2 separate regions of the Hordeum vulgare genome follow, and region 2 is linked to region 1. The links are chromatin contacts, called in public Hi-C maps. All regions are on one chromosome and are shown on one strand. Each heading gives the region's core, a stretch centred on a gene start, on an enhancer-like site or on the middle of the called end of the contact. The rest is flanking DNA. Distances are from core to core; before and after follow the strand shown.

What was found. A called contact is a pair of places that touch in the nucleus more often than the background predicts.
Region 2: a Hi-C map of leaf shows a contact between it and region 1, with 2.0 times the contacts expected there. The contact joins the enhancer-like site here to the promoter of LOC123399336 in region 1. A contact is called at or near these places in 2 of 6 Hi-C or Micro-C datasets (both in leaf).

What each region holds. Positions count from the first base shown.
Region 1 is chr5H:476,257,216-476,263,913 of MorexV3_pseudomolecules_assembly, forward strand. LOC123399336 (E3 ubiquitin-protein ligase UPL5) reads right to left here and starts at 3,458. Exons shown (of 3, transcript XM_045093753.1): 1 at 1,543-3,458. The coding sequence starts at 3,289.
Region 2 is chr5H:476,303,009-476,309,811 of MorexV3_pseudomolecules_assembly, forward strand. No RefSeq gene overlaps it. Among protein-coding and RNA genes, the nearest start is that of LOC123395805, 16 kb to the right of the region's middle. Within about 2 kb of position 5,118, at least 2 of the 3 cell types and tissues checked have open chromatin away from gene starts, as enhancers often do. A contact at or near this core is called in leaf, where this site is marked.

The sequences.
Region 1 (6,698 bases), core at 2,208-4,707:
ACTCCTTGATCACCCAGATGGAAATAGGTTGAAGGCATAAAGTGGTATTTTGCCTTTCTGAAAATAAATGTGCTACTATATGCCTACAGGGTAGACAGTTTGGTTGCTACTCCCTCTGTAAAGAAATATAAGACCGTCATTTCTTTACAGAGGGAGTACTAGGCTAACCAGATTATCAAATTTATATTTGTTCGAATGCAATGTGAAATTATCACTGTATTTAGGCAAAAGGGTAGTTAACTCACTACAAACGCTTTAGCATTCCTCTATATAAGAAGTTTGTAAATCATATGAAAAAATAGTTTTCAGAGACTTGGGACAGATCCGCAATAATTGATATGGTTAGTGTTATTTCACACAATTTCAAATGGATATCAACATGTAATAGAGTATTCCTAACAGAACCACTGGGAGCCACCGTGCAAGGTTCAAGCTGGAGAGCAGAATGTATAATCTGCCTCTTGGTACGATTTTTAATTGCAGCCTACTAATCAAAGCAAATAGGGTATGTGAATAAAAGGGATTATAGATTTTATCTCAAGTTTTAAACTTGTGCAGATAAAAATAAAGTTCAATCGACCATATTTTTCTTTAGACCAAGTATCTCTTCATTGCATATTAAAAAAGGCTACTTGTGAGCTATGAACAAGCCATTGTTTGGATTGCAAACAGAAACAAAGGGTAGCCACAACAAATTTACAAAAAAAAATGCCTACAGCCTAACCCCTATATGGACATCCTCACACCCAACATGCGTGCCGTATTCAGAATAACTTGTACCAGCACATACATATGATAACCAGAGTGTGTAACAGGCATAGACACACAAAAAGTTAGTGAAACATCTCCTTAGGCTTAATATACTCAACCAAGCAGATAAGTAAAGGCAAGACTACAATATCCCAGCTTTGGTTTTGTAGAGCATGTTAGATTGGTAACATTGTGCCTGCCAACTAGTACTATAAGTACACACTGTAACTAATAAAACAACCATCCTTTATTTGTGTGCAAATGAAAGTATAGCCCCATAAGCAGCCATATGATTTGCAGATCTTCAACAGTTAAATTCATTTCAAAATACTAAGTGGATGTTTCAACATACTGATCAAAACAAATGCATTTTGCAATCATTAGTTCTTTTAAATTGAGAAGAACGTGCCACTTGCAGAACATCCGACAATAGAGCAAACTACAATTTTTCTTTTGTTAGCTTATACTACTGGGCAATGAACCTACATTCATCAAAACCAGTTGCAGAGTCTGTATGTAGTGGGCAATCATATATATGAGAGTTTCAAGAAGAAACATGCACCGTGTCATAGAAGATTCAGATGAACCGATCCTATATATCCCACTAAGAAGATATGCAGTTATTTATTATACCACACATGTAGAAAAAAAAAACTGGGTCAGCAAGCGAGGTACACTCATCAGCTTATCCAATTCAGATTTCCGAGTTGTTCAGTCAAAATGCCGTACCAAATTACCAATATAAGTATAGAACTGGATATAAAGTGGTAAGTTAATACCGAGAGAACTTACTTCCATTCAAGTAGAACCTCCGCTGATCATTAGGACAAGGCAAGAAGAGTACTTGCTGTGGGCTGAACAGAGCTTGAGACACCATGCAGAACCACTCCCTCAGAACACCAGGACCAGTAGCCTCTTCATTCTTAAACTCCATAAACAGACCACTGTGAAGCTCGCTGGGTTTTGCCTGTGTGATGTACTCAAAGGACTCATCCAGTAAACGAGACCGGTCGATCAACATCTCATGCAGCTCCCCATAGTCATCCTTCCCCTCAGAAAACAACATTAAGACCAAATTCCTTCTTGCTTCGAAGCAGAGCAGATCCTTATGCTTCATGAGCCACTGGAGATGCTCGTTCCTCTTGGAACAGCGCACGAGCGCATTGAGAGGCGCATTGTGTGCCAGCAACACGAACCGCAGGTGGTGTGCAACATCCTCGAATATCCCTGAGATGAAATCCAGTTCTGTCAATATGGCAAGGATATGTAGTCGGGTGGCCCAGATGGGTTGATTTTCTATGACCCCCCTGGTGTCAGATGAGAAAGATGAAAGATCCATTTCCAACCTCTTGAGACACTCATCCACCCTTTTCAGCAGGTTCATGGACATTTCGTGCAACTCCCACACCCATGTGTCGGTACGCTTACACTCCCTGCTGTACATGTTCTTTGGCATTGGGCCGTCAGGCATCCAAAGGAGTACCTGCTGGCGCAAGACTTTGAAGAAGTTTGAGAGCTCCTCAAGGTCTGTCCTTGGCACCAACATGGTCTCTGATCCAAGTCCATTGAGGACCAATTCAACGATTTCTCTGGCAAACGGGAGGACCTGCTCGATGGCCTTGGTAGGCGATTTGGAGGCAGGGACCACCGGGAGTGGCACGCAGAGCACGGATGCAAGTGTGTACCGGCATGACTTGTAGAGGGAATCCTTATTGCCCGAGGTGAGCGCAAGCAGGCGGCAGAACTCGAGCAGCACGGGCGCGGTGACGAGCATGACATTAGGCGGCAGGGTGGCAGGGTCGGTGCTGAGGAAGCACCTGATGGCGCGCTCGGCGAAGGAGCGGGAGAAGGTGAAATCCGAGAGGTAGAGGCGAACGAGCGCGATGGCGGCGCCGGACTGGAGGAAGATGTCGAGGTACTCCTGGGCCTGGTGCTCGGTGCTGCCGGCGTCGCCCTTGGCCTTGCGATCGTTGCGGTTCTGCTGGTTGCCGGGGTCGCAGCAGGCGATGAACTCCTTGACGAGGTCGTCGAGGGAGTGGGCGGTGTCGGCGCCGGCGACCCCGGAGGCGGCGGTGGCGGCGATGTGGGAGGCGAGCTGCCAGGCCTTGGGGTGCGGGGTGGAGCGGAGGCGGGCGGCGAGGTGGAGGGTGGAGTCGGGCGCGAGGCCGAGGGAGGCGACGGTGGCCTCCGGCTGGAGCTGGCGGCCGGCGTAGAGGAGGCGCAGGTCGCGGCCGTAGCCGCAGTCGGCGAGGTGGGAGAGCACGGCGGCGACGGTGTCGTCCGCCGCCGCGTGTATCGCGATGGTCTTGGAGTCGGTGGCGCGCACGAAGAAGTGGAGGCGGCGGGGCGGGGGCGGGGGCGGCGCGTAGAAGGGGGAGGAGGAGGAGGAGGAGGAGGAGGAGGCGCCCGCCGCCGCGCCGCCGGCGGCGGAGGAGGAGGAGGCGGCGGAGTGGGCGGCGGTCATGACGGGCGCCTTGGAGGAGGCCGGGAGGGCATGATCGGGGGCTTCGCGGCGGCGCTTGGCGTGGCGGCGGTACATGCTTAGATCAGGACCATCGGAGGGCGGGGGGGAATCGGGGAGGGTTTTTCAGCGGAAATTGGGGGAAGGAGGACGACGCGGAGAGGGGAGGGGAATTGTGGGGGAGTGTATGATGATATGAGTAAACAACCCCTCTTCTCTTCCGTTCCGTTCCCTTCCCTTCTACTCTCCCCTGCTCTGTTGTTCGGGTCAGACCTCCTCTGCACCCGGTCCGCTTTGGTGATCGCCCTCGGCGTTTTCCCTTGGCCTTTTCCTTCTCCCTTTTCTCTTTCGTTTCATCCCTTCTTTCGACCTCTTTTGTCTCCAAATGACTCACGCTCCTGCATAAACCTACAACAAACCTAGCCACTAGCCATCGTTTGCGGCTAAAATTGTTACTCCCTTCGTCCGAAAATACCTGTTATAGAAATCAATGTATCCAGATGTGTTTTAATTTTACACGCATCAATTTTTATATATTTGTGTGGCAAGTATCGTCGGAAAATATTTGTCATAGAAATGAATTTATCTATATGTATTTTAGTTTTTAGATGCATTCATTTTTATACATTTATATGACAAGTAATTTTGACAGAGAAAGTATTACAGTCCTAAACCGGATCTATATAAAACATGTTTTAATGTGTCTATTCACTCGTTTCAATCCGTCTCAGTCTATAGTCCGTATTGATCAACAATATAATCAAAGGGAGTATACTAGTAAAGGGAATGGGTACCTTCACCTTACCTCATCGGCGTCCCTCTTACATTGGTCTTTTTCCTGCATTAACTCAATCAACTCAAACCAAATTTTACCAAAATCTAAACTAAATCAAAACGTTTCTTGCCTTTCTCTACTAGACCAAAATCAAACCAAATCTTATCAAAAGCTTAATTAAATCAAAGCTTTCCTTGCCTTCCCATGCCCAGACTCAAATCTTATACTGAAAATTTAGAATATGGTGGGCGTAAGGTACATATCAAGGGATAATTAATTACATGCCCTTAGTTGTGTCACACTCGGTAGGTTTGCTCCTAGTTTTGAAAAAACCTCGTTTTTGTCCAAACCACTTTTCTCATCATATGTTTTTACTCTTTCGTCACGGTTCCGTCCTAGTGTCGTTTGACCGTGTGTGGACTTTTTGTTGGACTATTTTGCCCCTGCTTCTTCACTTTTTTTCTCTCCCGTGAGTCAAACCCTAGTCCAGATGCCCTCCCCTTCTCTCTCAAATACTATCCCCTTCCTCGCGCACAGTGCTTCGCCATCACGGTTCGAGCAGGCCACGACGTGACCAACCACGTCGGCGTCCCAGTCGGTGGCCACGCCAGGGCGGTGGCACCATGGCCACGACGATAGGGCCGAAGGGGCGGAGGCTGACGAGAGGCTGCGGGGGCGGCCGGATCTGGCCGGCCGACGCCGGATCCGGGCAGAGGTAGGGGCGGCACGAGGTACGAGCCTCCCCACTGCGGGGATATTCTCGGGAGAGGCCAGCAGGGTTCCCGACGACGGCGGCACCACATATCTCGTTAGTGGGGGAGGCCACTGGAGGCTACAGCGGCGATGGTCGGAAGCTAGAGCACCAGCCCAGCCCTGCCTATGCTCCTTTCTCCCCTCCTTCCCTCTCCCTTTCTTTCTCGATTTCTCTCTGTTGATCTCACCCTCCCCTTTTCTCTTCCCCGGCAGGAGCAAGGGGCAACACCAAAGGCACCAGGCCGCCGCCCATTGAGGTCTATCTCTTGATCCAGATCCATGGGGGAGGACGATGGCGCTCCTCCCTCAGGCCTCCTTCCACGCCGCAACGGTGGTGGCCAAGGTCGAGCTCTGCTCCACCACGGTACGTGCATGCCATGGTATCCGACGCGATCTGCCATGGAATCATCACCAATGGCGCCAGTGAGCGCATACTCCTTCTATGTTGTGATGAGGTGGATTTGGTGAGCTCCGGCTAGCTCATCCTCCTTCTCTCCTTCGACGAGGTCGATTTGGTGAGCTCCGGCGAGCTCATCCTCCTTCTGTGTTGTAATGAGGTGGATTTGGTGAGCTCCAGCGAGCTCATCCTCCTTCTCTCCTCCAACGAGGTCGATTTGGTGAGCTCCAGCGAGCTCATCCTCGTACTACAAAGGGCATCCTCTAATCATTGACGTACTGCAATTTTTTAACACTTGACCAATGTAATTAGCTAGTATATTTAACTAGAAACTGTACTAATGTTTACTTATATTCGAGATAACGACCTTAAGTATCGATTGGTGTTACTGCTATTTTAATTAGTTTATGGTGTGTCAATTATTGCATGAAAAAGTTATGCAAAATTACTGTAATGTGTACAACATGGCATATTTGTTCAGTTATGGGCCCCACAAGTTGGAAGAAAGAGAGATGGTTTTGTCACTGATTGGTCCCACTTAGCAGTGTCCCTCAAGAGATTGAGGAAGCAGGGGCAAAATGGTCTACCAAAATGTCCACATATGGTCAACACACGGTCAAACGACATTAACTGGATGGAAACGTGATGGAAGGGGAAAACTATAAGAGAAGCAAATGGACTTGGACAAAACCGAGGGTTTTTGAAAACTAGGGGAAAAAGTGCCGAGTGGGACACAACTAGGGCTATAAAATAAATTTTCCCAAATATCAAATATGATTGGTGGCGAACCACTAGAATGTGTATGCCTTCGTTGCCACGCACAAGCAATTAGCTAGTTACTCAAATAGGAGGGGTTACAATGAGTTTGAGTACAATTAGTGATGAAGGTGGGAATATAATACTTCCTCCATCCAGAAATATTTATTGGAGAAATGGATGTATCTAGATGTATTTTAGTTTTGTATACATCCATTTTTATTCATTTATCCGACAAATATTTCCGGACAAATGGAGTATATCGAGATACATCTCCTCCAATCATATGTGCCTTGTTTGGCGCATCGATGGGCCACTTCATTAGCTTTCCTTCGCTCAAAACACAACACACAACTAGTAAACCCTTCCATAGGCTCTTTGATTTCGTGCCAAACAGTTGCGATAGATGATCTTTCTGAATCCTCACACTTGAAAATTGTGACCAAATCTTTAGCATCATTTTCCACGCATATCCTTCTATATCCCATATCTCGAACAAGCAGGAGACCATATCTGATGGCATATGCCTCCATAACGTGAGCACTGAATCGCTACTAGATAGCATGCACCCTTATCAATTTTCCATCTAAATCTTTGATCACCAGGCCAAGGAACTCTTGCTCCTTTCATTTCCCCTCGTCGATCTATTCTTTACACGACAAGCCACACATCTTCTTCCATGGATCCGTTCTTACTCCCATCTCTAAGATTTTAACATGATATGATCAACAACATTCACAAGTTGGTTACTTTGCATTTTGTAAACATCACACATGTAAATAAGTGTAGGTCTTTGACAAGGTTGG
Region 2 (6,803 bases), core at 3,868-6,367, 47 kb after region 1:
TATTTAATGACAACAACAAATGCTAAAGTTTAGTGACATTCTAGTGTTTACAATAATTTGCATTGAAAATGAATCCCAAGTTTGGTCTTTGTAGTGTGGTCCTCGTTCACAACTCCAAAAATATGTTTATCTAATTTCATTTAGTTTGGCGTTAGATAGAGGCTAACTGTTTTGATACCAGTTTGGCATTGTCAACATTTGACAGAATCAGATGTTGTAAAAAATGGCAACTTTTTTTATAGATTCACAAGAATCAATTGGCAGCCAACCAATTGATAGCCAATTTTCTTATACTTACCAAAAGTTGGAATGCCAAATATTGGCATCAAACGAGTTAGACATGTAGATCCAAAAGTCTCAATAGCAAAGAACATGATTTCATTTTTTCTCATTGCCTTTTCCCACAAGTCAACTCTCATTGTTTGGAGGACCAATTTTCTAATTATTTTGTGTGTGTGTGTGTGTGTTTTATGTGTGGACTTCGATGATCTTAGGTTATATACAGATACACGTAAAGCCTACTCATCTTATAGTTATTTAAAAGATACCATTTGATAAATTGTCGTTCAAATTGGCGATGGCATGTAGCTTCCTTCTCTCTAAATCCATATTTTAGAGATTAGTAGTATAGTTTACCCGTATGGTAATAATAATTTAACATAAGATTTCATCTTGAACATCCAAAACATTTTATATTTAAGAACCGAGGTGGGAAGACATCTCATCAATTTGGTAGTGCCTTTGGCCTTGGTGTCGAGTACTTGCCGATGTGACTATCAAACGATCAATCTTCAAGAGCTGATTGAAACATTGTTTCATGTTTAGAGTGAAAACTAATGTTTCAACTTTTATTGATTGGGCGCGACGAACTTGCATCATTATCTTATCGAAGGCGTTATCTACTATTGTCGTACTAGTTTCGTTGACTGGTCTCGGTACGAGGATGAAAACCCCTGTCTAGGCCATATATGGTCGGATGTGAAGATGATGACGCATATTTTTTTGAAGGTATTTCTACGGAAGAAGTCGATTTAGTCGTAGTTGTTTATTTTATATCTGTTGAGGCACTGGTTACTTTTAGTCTACACTCTACTAAATAATTCATAAAAATGGATGTGTACATCGCTCGATGCATAGGTTGAAGATTATCCATATAAACATGTGGAATTATTTGGATTTTTTGAAACTTCAAAATACCATTTAAACACTATTTAGAATATAGGACCCCAATGCTTCGGTCCACCAAAGTGACTTTTTGTACTCCCTCCGTTTCTAAGTATAAGTCTTTCTAGAGATTTTAGTAGTAAACTATATATGGATGTATATAAACATATTTTAAAGTGTAGATTCAATTATTTTGCTTCGTACGTAGTCCTCTAGTAAAATCGCTTAAGAGATTTATATTTAGGAACGGAGGGAGTACTACTTTTACGATTTGGCATGTCAGAGTCGTGATGTTTTTACTACTTTTGTACAACTTTTACGATTTTATTTTTTGTACTACATATAGGACTCCAAAGTTTTGGATTAATTCTCTTTGGAGGAATAGATCCGCCTAGTGTCAATCACCAACTTAGTTCCTTCAACGTCAATTTTTGTATGCTGGCACAAGGAAGTTTCCGCGTACGTATATAACGCAGAACAATTTAGCAACGCGTGCAGTGGACATCAAAGTGGAGATGATGCCTTCCACAAGATACAAAACTCAGTACTTTTTTTTTTATCAATACAAAACTCAGTACTTGTCACCGTGGAAGATCAAAATGCCTTGTCATGAAATGATTAAATAGTGGAGGGCGCAGATGCGCGAGCATAAAAAGGGAAAAGGTATATGAAGTGCTGGAAAGTTTTGGGAGTACTGGATGTCCCGATAGGGCACCACCATGCGGACGTGGTTGCTTTGACAAATGAAGAAAAGACATGCTCACGCCAAGAGGATTGAAGCACTCCGGGCGCTCTAGAAATAGGCCATTGCTCCGTTTTACAAATAAAGCACTTGAGATGCTCCATTCCCATATATGAGTGATTACTTCTAAAAACAAATCATGAAATTAAAAAAAAAACACTAAAATTTTAAGATATTATTCCTGCGTGTTCAATCTACTTCCTGGTTAAGTTTCGTGGAAAAATATCAGCAAACGTATTCTCAAAAAAAAGGCTTTTTTTTAATTCGTGAACTTTGAAGGAAGGCGGTTGGTTCTTTCCGTGAACCTGTAAATTTATATTCCTGTGCAAGTGGTCTTCGAAGATTCTACCTTAAAGTATGCATAGGTTTTGGGAATTTCGAACTGTTTTTTATTTCTTTTTTCCAATCTTTTTTTAATCCATTTGTGGGTTCAATTTTCTTTTTTATTTTTATTTTTCCATTCTTTTTCGAATTCATGAATTCTATTTTTAATCTTTCCAGTTTTAGTGTACTGACATTTTTTACATGTCATGATGTTTTTTAAAATGATTGTGCAATCATTTATTTTAATTTTAAAACATTTAAGTGTTATGAATATATATTTAAAATGGCACATGTATTTTATTTTGTATGCCATGAGCATTCTTAGAAACTTCTACTAACAAGTTTGTACTTTTCATGAATATTATTTTTAAATACACATAACACTTACAAAAGTTGAACATCTAATATTATTAAACACGCATTGAGTATTTCTAATACATGTTGAACATTTTTCATATACACGTTGAAATTTTCTAAAATAAAATTTTAGCATTATTATAATCCATTCTTTAAAATTATATTTTCCACGAGACATTCCTAAAGCATATGCACTATTTTTTATAAGGAACGGGCATGATTTATATGACATTGTATTTTTAGAAAGTATCAAACATAGTTCACTTTTTTAAATTTCATGGACAATGGCATAAAATTCACTTTTTTGTGGAATGATACGAACATTTTTATAAATGCATGAACATTTATTAAATGTTATTTTTTTAAGATGGGTGGACAAATTTGTAAATAAATATTAGCATTTTTAATATATATTTTTTATATAATTTATAAAAAATATTAAGAATGAAAATAATTGAGAGGAAAATGTATGTAGATGCGTTAGATCCGGCCAGATGCATGCCTGACTCGTGGGATGGCCTAGCCCATCTAACTAGGCGTTGGAGATGAGGAGATCTTGTGTCTTGCAATAAACGAGATAAAAAGTTCAACTAGCCCCCCTATTGGAGGTGAGGATATCCTCTAGGCATCGCCATCGGAGCCCACATAAACCTGTCATCTCATTCGAACGAGAATCCTGTCAATTTTGAGTGTGCAGGGGTGCTAACATAGCGGATCTCGCAAAGTTAAGAGACGGGGCAGGAATAGAGGTAGGTATATGTGGAGCTCTTGCTTGTGTTTTTCAGTTTTATTTTTGGGGTTTTGCATGTTTTTTCTATGTTTTTGTGAGCTTTTTTTAAATTTATGTGTTTCTTCGCGTGAAACAGCCAGTGTGATTTTTTTCTTTTTCAATATTAAATTTCCAAAGACACGCTGACCTTTTTTTCATACATGTTGTACATTTTCTGTATACATGTGGAAGATTTATTGTTAGATGGTAAAGATCTTTCAAATACATAATGAATTATTATTTTTGAATATATGTTAAACATTTTTCAAGTATACGCTTACCAGCTTTTTGAATGGTATGAAACTGTTTTTAAAACTACGTGAATATTCTTCCTTACATTGAATATCATGTTTTAGAAATATAGCAAACATATTTTTGGACCACATGAATATTTATTTCAAATATCACGAACGTTGTTTTGAATGGTACTAATATTACGTGCTTTCTTACATTTTATAAACACTAGCAAAAGAGCCCGTGCGTTGCAATGGAAGCAAACCATACAACACGTCTTAACCTAATAATCATGACTTGAGATCTTTATTTAAACTTACTGCATAAATAGAATTTAAAGAATGTTAAATAAGTAAAATAACATCATATTTAGATTATACACATCACTATAGATTCAAATTACATTATAACTAGAAATTTAAAAATTAAATAGGTAAGATATATTAGATTTCGATTCAACACATTTTTTGAATGAAAGTTCATATGTAATAATTTAAAATTAGAGTTACAGTTTAGAAGATATAATTGTTTATAGTATTTGTTAATTATAATTGGACCACGGATTAATTAACAACATGGATCGGCCTCGTTATGAAAAATGGATTGTACGCTATTGATTAAAATTACAGCATAAATATTATTTAAAAATTATTAAATAAATAAAATTATATTATATTTAAATTGTGCGCATCACTATTGATTTAAACTACATTATAAACAGAATTTTAAAAAATTAATAGATAAACTAACATTATATTCAGATTTTACATATTTTTCTAATAAAATTTCATATATAATAATGTAAAATTGGAGTTACTGTTTAAAAGATATATTTTTTTAAAGTATTTTGCACTTATAATTTAACTACAGATTAATTAATTTAAAATTGTAGGAGTGTTTTCGAAAACATACGGAAAATGATTGGTTTTTTTTACTCAAGTATGTACTGCGGGTTTATTTTATGAAACTAAAGGAGGTTTCTACAAAAAATTCAGAAAACGATTCGTTCTCTCACTGTGTTATGTACTGCGGGTTGATTTCGAAAAAGCACATGGGGTTTCCTGTAAAAACGAAAAAAACGATTCATCTCTCACTTAAATCTGGACTGTGGGTTGATTTTGGGAAACTTCAAGTTTTTTTTTGCAAAACGACCATGACAGACGGAAGAAGCACTGCGTACTTTATTATTAGGGAGAGATTTGATAAATGTAATGGACAATTATTTGTACTACTTGAACATTTTTCCTATTTCATGAACATATTTTTGAAAGATACAAACATATCTTAAAAACTAGGTGAACATCATTTTTATATTGTAGTAACCTTTTATTAAAGATAGGGTCAATGATTTTTAAAACTTTAAGTAAAGTCATCAATTTTCTGTACAAACTTAAATCATTTCAGAATATAAACAAAAGTAAGAAATAAAAAAAACATGAAGAACAAAACACACAGCTTGGGACGCAAGTTTCATGATGATGGGTCTGGCCCACTTAGGCCTGCGCACGCCTGTCGACTCGCTACATGCAAAAGAAAGATTCACCACGGCGTACCGTCCGACTCCCACACAGGATGCTCTGCTCGGGACTGTGTCCGGTGAACCGGTGCAACTGGTGCTACCGGTGCACCAGACCACCGTTACATATTTTAAAATATTCGAAAAAATCCAACAAAAATTTAATGCATTGACACAACATTAATATACGCTGTCACAAAATTCAAAACAATATTCGAAACATCACTTGAGATAGAAAAATAACAAATTCGATACTAAATAATACATAACACAAGTTGGGCTCCAGGTTTGGCCCATTAGTACATTGATGCCGAATTTGTCATTTTTATATCTTGAGCAATGTTAATAATTTTGATTTGATTTTTTTGTGACAACATACAATGATGTTATGTAGATGCATTGATTTTTTTCGAAACTTTTCAAACATCTTAAAATGTGTAATGATGGTCTGGTGCACCGGTAGCACCAATTGCCCCGGTACACCAGATACATCCCCTGCTTTGATTGGACCGACCATGACAACAATATTGTAGCTGGATAAATTTGTCTTATATTTTTTGGTAGCGGACCGACTACAACAACTATTAGAATACTGTAGCTGGATAAATTTTGTAGCAGACCGACTACAATAGCTTTTCTTATATTTTTTTAAACTAGCATATGCATGTGCGTTGCAAAGGAATAATCGAATGTGTAAAATGTAAAAGTCAGGATGTATGGATAAAATAGAGTTAAAAAAACTTGCGAGAATTTTTGAGCCCAAAACTTTTGCCGGCATGTCTTCTAGTGTGGTGGTGCTCTCTGTAGTTTTTCTTATTCATCTATAATAAATAGTCTTCCATTTCAGTGAGGACATACACATGAGATGGTATTGGCAACTCCTTTTTTTACTGCGTTCTTCCTTCATCGAGTAGCTCAGCCAGTCAGCCTCTCGATCTTCCCAATCCAAGCTCGCCACAGCTTAAATAAAAACGACACAAATAAATAAGTACTCCCTCTATAAACTAAAATAAGACTGTTTAGATTATTAAAATAGTATTTTAAATGCTTTTCTATTAATTTACGGAAGAAGTATTTGCTAACTCCTATATCTGCAGATGTAGTAACTGAGCCAGGGACGGAGCCAGGAATTTGGTATAGGGGGGGGCGAGTTCCACAATTTAAAAGTGTGCAAAAGGCATAAGTCTGAACTCATGCTTTCACTGGTGTAAACACTACAAAAGTACTAGATTTTTTTAATTTTTTTCAATACAAAATGCTTCTCAAGTTAGCTATATAGAAAATTTTAGTGTATGGTACTAGAACTACGTGATTCCAAATCAAATAGTACTAGAACTTTTAGACAAAAAAAACTACGATTTGAATCTAAGGATAATTGTGACAGTGGACTTATCATATAGGAATATTATAGGATGTGGTACGTCGTCAGATCCCTGGTCGTTCTTGGTGGTGGTGCTTTCCCTAATCCTGTATATGTTGGGTGACCGTGATATGATAGATTGGGGATTGCAGGCCTCAAGCTTTGGACGTAAATAGCACATAAGCAACTCCTTTTCAGTGTTCTCTTCCTCTTCATATCCATACAAACATAACTAAACAATCAAGAAATTCCTAATTAACTTGTAATCCTTGTAGGATTTTAATGGTACAGCCGTAAAGATTTAAACGAAATAAAAAGAAAGAGATGAAGCAATAGA